Linked DNA regions of Sus scrofa: all the other regions are linked to region 3. Evidence: chromatin contacts called from public HiChIP or PLAC-seq and promoter capture Hi-C data. All regions are on one chromosome and are shown on one strand. The core of a region is the stretch at or near the end of the contact, and the rest is flanking DNA. Distances in the headings are between cores, read along the strand shown.

Region 1 (2,700 bases), core at 90-2,589, 66 kb after region 3:
GGCTGTCGTTAAGAGGACAAAACCAAAGATGTCACAGTCCTGAGACCAGCCACTCCCGAGGGTGGGCCAGTGAGCCCCGAGGGAACTCAGGGGAGAAACAAAGACTGGCCCCCAGCTGAGATGCAGATCAAAGGGGTGATTCCAGGAAGCCCAGACTCTTACATCTTCCCACAGAAACTGGCTTTCTTTAATCTGGTTTTCTGTAAATCTTTTGTTTCTGCAAAAACTCCCTTCTGTTGCAAAAACTCATATATCTTAGCTTCCTCCCTCACCTCCTGGGAGTGGTTTCTCAGGGCTCCCTGAGATGCTGTCTCCTGAGCTTAAGTCCTAATTTCACCCCAAATAAAACTTAAACTCTCAACCTTCAGGTTGTATTTTTTTTTTTTTTCCAGTCGACAGGGACAATGAAACAAATATGAGGAATGCAGGAGGGAAGAAGCAAACACAAAGAGTGGAGGTGAGGAAGAGCTTTTTGGAATGGAAAGCAGTCTATTTGACTGGATGCCAGGCAGAGGAAACGGGCAGAGGAGAGTAGGAGGAAGGAAGATAAGGCGGAATAATTCCTCATGAAAGAAGCTGATATGGCTGTTTTCAGTCCTGCTAAGGAATTTGGAATTTGACCTGAGGGGAAAAGGTAAACCAATGACAACGTCAATGACAGGAAATTCAAGTCACCCACCAAGTGACAGCTGCGGGAACTGTGATTGCCTGAGTCTGGGTTCTTGGGCCTTAATCACTACCAGAAATTTGAGAAGTTGGCAAACCCCATGTTTTCTGAGGACAGTGTCAGTGTGCAGGCTGACTGGTCCACCAGGATGGCAGAACAGACGAAAGAAAAAGAAATATATAGACTTTTTGAGATTATTTTTTTAAAGCTATGGAACGTGATGGATAAACCAGGAATAAGTATTATGAATGTTTACACTCTAACGTTTTTCATGAGGTGTGTATAAGAAGAAACTATTTAATGTAGCATCTGTTATGCAAACAACAGGAAGAGATGCCATTTACTATTTACATTTCATTTCAGAGATCGATGTTTATATTTAATTCATGAATTTTGACAACATACCTTTTGCTAGTTCTCTAGTTATATATTTTTTGCAACTACTGGTGCATCTGAAATAAGGCAATATGATTTTCTGTTTAAGTTAAAGCAGAGGCATTAGCATGCAGATACATAGCTTATGAAACGTGGCCTGTAAATAATCCTTTTTGAGGGTAGACCTGACTTGGGGATTGCTAAAATAGAAAAATAATCACAGGGGTCTTCGGGCGGGGCTGGGTCCCGCGTGCAGCAGCATCTTGCACAGTCCCGGGCTTGCGCTTCTGAGAGATGCTCCCGCGGGCAGTGCGGGGCGAGGCGACAGGGGCCTCTTCAGAGCAAGGGCCTGAACAGGAGACACAGGATCTCTTACAAAGCGTGAGCCGTTTCTCTCCAAGAGTGAGAGTGGCAAGAGAAGCTGACTCGACAGCAATTCCCCGTCAGGAGAGAAAAAGGGATGGAACAGCTTTTCAGTGGGACCTACCTGCCTAACAAGGAAGCAGGGATGTGTCGCTGTGTACACTGTGACAGTCACTCTTCACCGCTGAGGAAAAGTACTTCTCGGGCACTGGATGGCCTTCATTTTCTGAGGCTCACGGCACATCTGGCTCTGATGAGGGTGACCCAGGAATCCTGAGACGTGTGGACACCTCACTGGGACCAGCTGGCCCGGAGGTTGTCTGCAAGCAGTGCGAAGCTCACCTTGGCCACGTGTTTCCTGATGGACCTGGGCATAGTGGTCACAGGGTTCGCATCAACAGTGTGGCGCTCACGGTCAGTTCAGGGAAATACTGTCTGTCTCCAAGAGTCCCTTCCCTTCACCACGCTCACATTTCCAAACTCGGTTTTCATAATTTATGCAAATGACTGGTTTTATTAACTACCAAACTAGGCTGAGTTTGCTGGCACCAAGCAAGTCACACCTTCTCTCATTCATTGCCTAAGGTCAGCTGCACTCTAGCTCTGGCTCTGACTTCACAGAATGACAAAGGGGCAGCCATTTCCCTAAAATCAACTCCTGTGGGCTTTGACTGGACAAGAGGGCGTGACTCTTTGGGGATATTAGGAGGCTGATGGATAAGCCAAAACATTCCTACAAACCTATCCTGAATTTTCCATTTCAGTTAAGTTCTTCACAGCCATGCGCAGGTAGGAGATCAAACAAGAAGAGGAAGGAAAATATGGGATTAGAATAATCCACACTCCCAGCATGGAAAAGGCAACTAGGAGGCAGGTTGGGGATGGTCTGTGTTTTGGAGGCACAGGTGGGGATCCACAGGATGCAGATTTTTCCCAAAACTTTAGATTGTCTTGAACATTCTAGTTCCAAAGTCTCTACCTGAAGCTAACTTTCAACGGGAGTTTGTTAAACTTTAGTGATAATGAATACAAGTGGCCACAAAGGTAAACTTTGAAACGTTCAAATAGGAGTTCCTGCCATATCGCAGTAGAAATGAATTCCTAGGAACCATGACGTTTCGGGTTCAATCCCTGGCCTTGCTCAGTGGGTTAAGGATCTGGCGTTGCCGTGAGCTGTGGTGTAGATAGCAGATGTGGCTCGGATCTGTTGTTGCTGTGGCTCTGGCGTAGGCCAGCAGCAACAGCTCTGATTAGACCTCTAGCCTGGGAAACTACATATGCTGCAGGTTTGGCCC
Region 2 (2,700 bases), core at 35-2,534, 110 kb after region 3:
TCATTGTGGATATGGATAACCTCTTCCTAATCCGGTTATCTGTCCAAGGATATAGAATGTGTTTCCTTGTCTTGGTATTGTGAATAGTGCTGCAGGAACATGGTGGGGCTTTTAACATTTTGGAAAGACTATTTTCTGGATATATGCCCAAGAGTGGGATTGCTGGGTCATATGGTGGTTCTATGTTTTTTATCGGATGGCCTAGATCCTGTGGGCCCTAGTGTTGTTCAAATTTACCTGCACACCCACACCTTGTGAGGGCACGTTCTTCTACACACCCCCTCCAAGGTTTGTTATTTGAAGACGCACTTGATGACCGTTCAGAGTTGGGTGCGGGGTACCTCAGCCTCATTTTGCTTTGCAATTCTTTATTAATGAGTAATCATGTTCATTTTCCCGGTGCTTGTTGCCCTCTGCATATCTGCTTTAGGGAAAAGCCTATTCAGGTCGTTTCTCTATTTTTCAATTGGTTTTTTGGTTTTGTCTTTCTGTTATTTGGTGTCAGTTGTTGAGCTGTTAATTTTGGAAGCCCAGCCTGACCTGGGTTTTGGGATCGGTATAAAATCTGTTTGTTGTGCATGGGAGGTGCCAAAATGGTGATATTTTAGAGAGCAGCGGTGCCAATCACCAGACATTTTCTCTCGAGTGATCTCATGAAACACCACCCTTTTCTTTCCATGGGAGCCTCTTCTCTTCTTTCTATGTACCTGGTGTGAAGATGTGACCTAATGCCAGGTCAGGCATATTCAGGCTGGTAGATTGATTGATATAGAGAAAGCTCTCATCACCCAGGGTCAAAGTTCTGTTTTTGTCACTCTGGTGGTTTTGGTAAACACTGTGTCTTGAAAATCATTAATGGGGAGACAACACAGGAACGCTCCAGGTGGAGTCAAGAAATTTGCATAGAAAGAGGGAAAGAGAAAAAAAAAGAAATGAGGACAGTGTTTACAAAGGAAGGAATCACAGGTGGAAAATTAAGAAAAAATTCTTTACATACATGGCATCTATCTTCATAAATACATAAGTGCATGTATATATATATAAAAAGGAAGAAGGCTGGCATGACATGATGGATTATTGGCTGAGGGTTTAAACAGCAAGGCATGGCATAGATGGGTCTCAGGGCTCAGAAAGCCTTTGAGAGAGAAACAGCCCACTTGGAAGGGCACTTCTTGGTACTTCATTACAGCGGAGGAAGGAGACCCAAGCCACAATGGCCCATGGCCAATGCATTAGCCAGGGATGGCTGAGCAAGTGAGAGGGGGAAACCCTGAGAGTGGCTGTTAGATCACATGTCCACATGAGGGCGCCAGATTGCCTTCTTGCGCCAGTCGCTGCTTGAGGCTCTATCAGTTTAGAGCTCCAAAACTCTATATATACTGGCTCAGAGTTGTAGCTGATGATTACTTGAGGGGAACACACAGCAAGCAACCAGAGGTTTTTTCCCTGGGCACCAGGTTCTCTCTGTCCAAGACACTGCATGTCAGGCAGGGGGCACAGTTTTCCCTTCAACATTTGCAGGGGGATTGCAGCCTGGTTGTGCGGCCGTGTGTTTAGAATTCTTGAATTCTTCGCTGGGTTTCAGAATGCCTAGTATTCCTCCAGAGGCAGGGCCGAGACCAACACAGCAGCAGTGTTTTATCGTGAGCTGCCCATGTTCAAGCCCCTGACCATCAGGGATTTAAGTAAGAAGAGATGAGTGTGGTGCTGGTAAATAAATGGGTTACTTCGGTGGCATTCGGTTGGGCAGCTGGGCTAATCGTTGTGCTCTCTTCAATCAAGAGGCTTAGGGAAAGTTCCTTCTTGCCTTTCAAGATGAGCCTCACTTTTCAGTAGAGAACCTCCCTGAAACCAGGTCTGATGACTTAAGCAGAGTTGATTGGTATCATCAAGCAAGCTCTCAGGGAGTTCCCTAGTGGCTGCCTGGCTTCAGAGTCTCTCCTTGTCACTGTTGTGGCTGTGGCAAGAGCTTCATTGGGAGATCAAACTCTGGCTAGACAACAACCCTATTTCACAGGGGGCACCCAAATAAATTGATAAATAAAATCAGATATTGCAATAAATGAGCTTATTTGATAAAGGAGTCAAGGAATATGTATATTCCTACAGAATAGCTAAGGGAATGGATAGAGAAAACAAACCTAAAGCTCTCTTGACCCAGTAACTCTGGTGGCAGGGGGTTTTAAGTATGAGCCTTTGATGTACAGCATAGGAGTGGATTCATTTCCAGGGCAGGGTATATTGGCATGCCACATGTTCTTGCAGGAAAATAACTGGAGATGTAAAAAAATAATTTAATAAAAGTGGTATTATCGAAACAAATTCATACATGGTTGGAAATTTGTTCCGGCCTGATGTTGCTTTGCTAGGAAATCTTAACAGATTCAGCGGAGTCACTGTGCCTGGCTGTTTTCCCAAGAGGCAGCAGTCTCTACCCTGATCTTTCTCTGGTGAATGCTGAGCCGCCTATTTTGTCATTTTGTTTTGTTGTCATTTGTTATTTTAAAATAAATAAATGTTATTTATTTTAGTGCTCCATTCATATATATATATATATATATATATATAGTTATATATATATATATATATATATACTTTTTCTCACATTATCCTCCATTTGGTTCAAAATATAGTGATTAGTTCTAGTTCCCTGGGCTAAGTGCAGGATTGCTATGCTTACCCACTCCAAGGGCAAGTGTT
Region 3 (2,700 bases), core at 136-2,635:
TAGGTATTCTTTTCGATAAAAGGTAACTTAGGACATTTAGGGTTATGTGAATTTCTTAACACCAGCAGCAAGAAAAACATAGTCAATTCAGAGATTTTGGAGCTGAGATTAGAAGGCAAAAGATGTATTTAGAATTATTGGGAAAAAAAAATCTATCCCCACCTGATTTTACTACACTAAAAGCAAGACAGTGCTATTTTTTGGCATTTACAGCGGGATAGATTCAGTTCTCCAGTCTCCTATTCCCTTTTACAAAATAAATAAGCGAAAAATAAAAAATTTTAAAGGCTCTGAAATGCACTAAAATTATTATGGCAGAGAGCTGCAGAAATACAAATCTTTCTGATTTGTAGTTTCAGCTGTAGTGATGTCATCAAATTATCTTAAAATTTATAGCCCAGAAAATGTCTTGGGCCTTTGCAGTACCTTAGATGGAAGTATTCATTGAATACGCACTCACCGCATCCCAAACTCAAGAGTACTTTCACAGGGGCAATCTTCCTGAGTGCCTGTAATTATTTTCATTTATACCCGTGGACACTGAGCACCAGTATATCCTGCATCAAATCCCGATTCCGAGTAGCAGGGTAGGCTGACATCTCTTTGAATGAAAGCTCCTGTTATACAGCACAGTGAACAGTGCAGAGTTAAGTCTTCCTAAACTAGCATTTACATCCCAAACTTTTGCTCATAATACACATGTGAGCACACGTGTTTAAAGCTTGTTAGAGCCCGAATTACGGGAGGCGACACTCCAAGGAGCAAAAGGGCTCAAGTAAGTCAGGACGGCAGAACCTGACATTGGACCTTTAAGTTCCCTGGAGGTCGTTCTGAATAAAAAATGCTGCTTCAGCTACAGCTGGTCCCTTACAGCTTCCTCCGACGTTCCTCGAGACCCGCAGCCCACGTTTCACATTCAGGGTTTTGCAAACCCCTGCCCTCCGGACAGGGCCCACCCTGGTGCGGCCCCTTCCTCCCGGTGTCCATCCCTGCGGTGTCCCGGCAGCAACCGCCACCTGCAGGAGCTCGGCTGGGACTGGGCGCAAGGCACGCCCGCCCGGGGAGGGGTCCAGAGACCGGCGCGGGCGGCCCGGCGGGACTCCCCACAGCAGCGGCCCACCGCCGGCGGAGGCGCCTCGGCTGCGCGCAGTGCAGGCTCGCGGCCCAGTACCGGGACACCCGCCTGGCAGGCGGGAGGCCTGAAGGTCACCGCTGCGCGGTCAGGGGGTCGGGGAGCTCACCATTCGAGCGGCGTTCGGAGGCCGGAGCAGGAGGCGCGACACGCCGCTAGGGCTGCTGCCTGGGCCGGGGCCGGGAGCAGAGGCTGGAACCCGCGAGAGGCAGCGAGAACGCGCGAGGAGCCGGAGCGCTCGATCCATAGTGCTGGCGGCCTGAGGAGAACTTCCGGTCGCTAGGCCGCGCCTCCTCAGGGCTGTCAGAGCCCGTCCCGCCCACAGACCTCGCTCCTATCCAATCAACAACCTATTGGCGGGGCCAATAGAGCCAATGGCCAGCGGAGCGTGAGGGGCAGGCTTAACTGCCCCACCTTAGCGCCCTGAGGACTCCTGGGAAACTGGTGGGAAAGGAATGCTGGGAACCCCGGCTGGCGCTGCGCTTGAACCCGGCGTTCCGGAGGCTAACAGAGGGCGGAGTATTAGCTAAAGGTCTGTATTTGTTAGCGGTGTGAGCGCAGGTTAGGTTCTTGCCTCCTCGCAGCAGAAAAAGTTCAGAAATCAGACGGAAATCGAGAAGGAAAGTTGAGGATTTACTTAAGTGAGAAATACACCTCTTAAGGAGAGGCGGGCAGAGAGGCGAGTGGGATATTCACTGGGAAGGTGGGATTTTGGGGGTCGTATTCTTTTCTTTTTCATCTCAGCTTCACCTTCCGGAAGGGAGGAGGGATTTTTGCCCTGATTTAGTTTTATTGCAGTGTCACGGCGTTGGTGTATGATGGGTACTTGTTATCTGCATAGCAGTTTAGTTATAATTTTATTATAATGAGGTCACAATGAGCAACAGGTTCCATCCGAACGTTAGAGATTCTCGCGCTCTTTTCAACCTTTCTTTGTCCCCCCCCCCCCCCACACACACACACTCTTATCACCTGAAAAGGTGTGGCTTCCTATCAGCCTGGAGGTTCTGGCTTTTCTTTATCCGTGCATGGACCGTGCTGTTTGCAGGATGCGTGGTTTCTGGCCCCATGTACTCCTTCTCTGTTTATGCCTATCTGTCTGCTCTAACAGTGGCATAACCTAGGGAGACGAATTTATTTATTCATCTACCATGTAATCACTCATTACATGTTCTTTCTATTGGCTCTTTTTTCATCTTCCGTGTAAAAATTTTGGAAAACAAAGTGTAGAGAATGAAATCATAAGTATCCATAAAAAGCCAATAATAATTACCCAGCTCTTTAACCTGTGATTTTGATGTCTGTACTGTTTCCTTTCTCAGTCAGTACTCTAAGAACTCAGTTTTTTAAATGTGTAGATGTCCTTACTTATAAATGATTGCAGAATTTTTATTATTTACATTTAGGTTCTCCAAGTCTTCTGCGTTGATAACATACATTTTGAAATTAAAGGCATATTGTTTTAATAGATGGTGATATTCTGCTTTTCGCGGAACAGATGTAAAATTGCATCAGATCTGCAGTATTATATCTTCTTGTCTTTTCTTTGAATAGCTTGAAACCAGACG

Evidence for each region. Promoter capture Hi-C pulls out the DNA fragments that hold promoters and counts their contacts. HiChIP or PLAC-seq counts read pairs in DNA pulled down with a chosen protein or histone mark.
Region 1: a contact with region 3 is called in an H3K27ac HiChIP or PLAC-seq map of skeletal muscle. The contact joins the enhancer-like site here to the promoter of FH in region 3. A contact is called at or near these places in 1 of 5 promoter capture datasets (liver), 3 of 47 Hi-C or Micro-C datasets (fibroblasts, retroperitoneal adipose tissue and skeletal muscle) and 2 of 2 datasets of contacts at active chromatin or transcription factors (alveolar macrophages and skeletal muscle).
Region 2: a promoter capture Hi-C map of liver shows a contact between it and region 3, with 2.7 times the contacts expected there. The contact joins the enhancer-like site here to the promoter of FH in region 3. A contact is called at or near these places in 2 of 5 promoter capture datasets (fetal liver and liver), 3 of 47 Hi-C or Micro-C datasets (alveolar macrophages, fetal liver and mesenteric adipose tissue) and 2 of 2 datasets of contacts at active chromatin or transcription factors (alveolar macrophages and skeletal muscle).

Annotation. Positions count from the first base shown.
Region 1 is chr10:12,496,907-12,499,606 of Sscrofa11.1, forward strand. It overlaps LOC100627222 (zinc finger protein 705A), which reads right to left. Exons shown (of 8, transcript XM_013978242.2): 8 at 310-1,772. The coding sequence ends at 1,584. Among named protein-coding and RNA genes, the nearest start is that of KMO, 55 kb to the left of the region's middle. Within about 2 kb of position 1,340, at least 6 of the 83 cell types and tissues checked have an H3K27ac peak or open chromatin away from gene starts, as enhancers often do. A contact at or near this core is called in retroperitoneal adipose tissue and skeletal muscle, where this site is marked.
Region 2 is chr10:12,539,562-12,542,261 of Sscrofa11.1, forward strand. It overlaps a transcript of DEGS1 not described here. Among named protein-coding and RNA genes, the nearest start is that of DEGS1, 17 kb to the right of the region's middle. Within about 2 kb of position 1,285, at least 2 of the 83 cell types and tissues checked have an H3K27ac peak or open chromatin away from gene starts, as enhancers often do. A contact at or near this core is called in liver, where this site is marked.
Region 3 is chr10:12,430,423-12,433,122 of Sscrofa11.1, forward strand. FH (fumarate hydratase) reads right to left here and starts at 1,386. Exons shown (of 10, transcript NM_001243588.1): 1 at 1,242-1,386. The coding sequence starts at 1,379. It overlaps LOC110255637 (a long non-coding RNA gene), which reads left to right and starts at 1,528. Exons shown (of 5, transcript XR_002336209.1): 1 at 1,528-1,664; 2 at 2,687-2,700.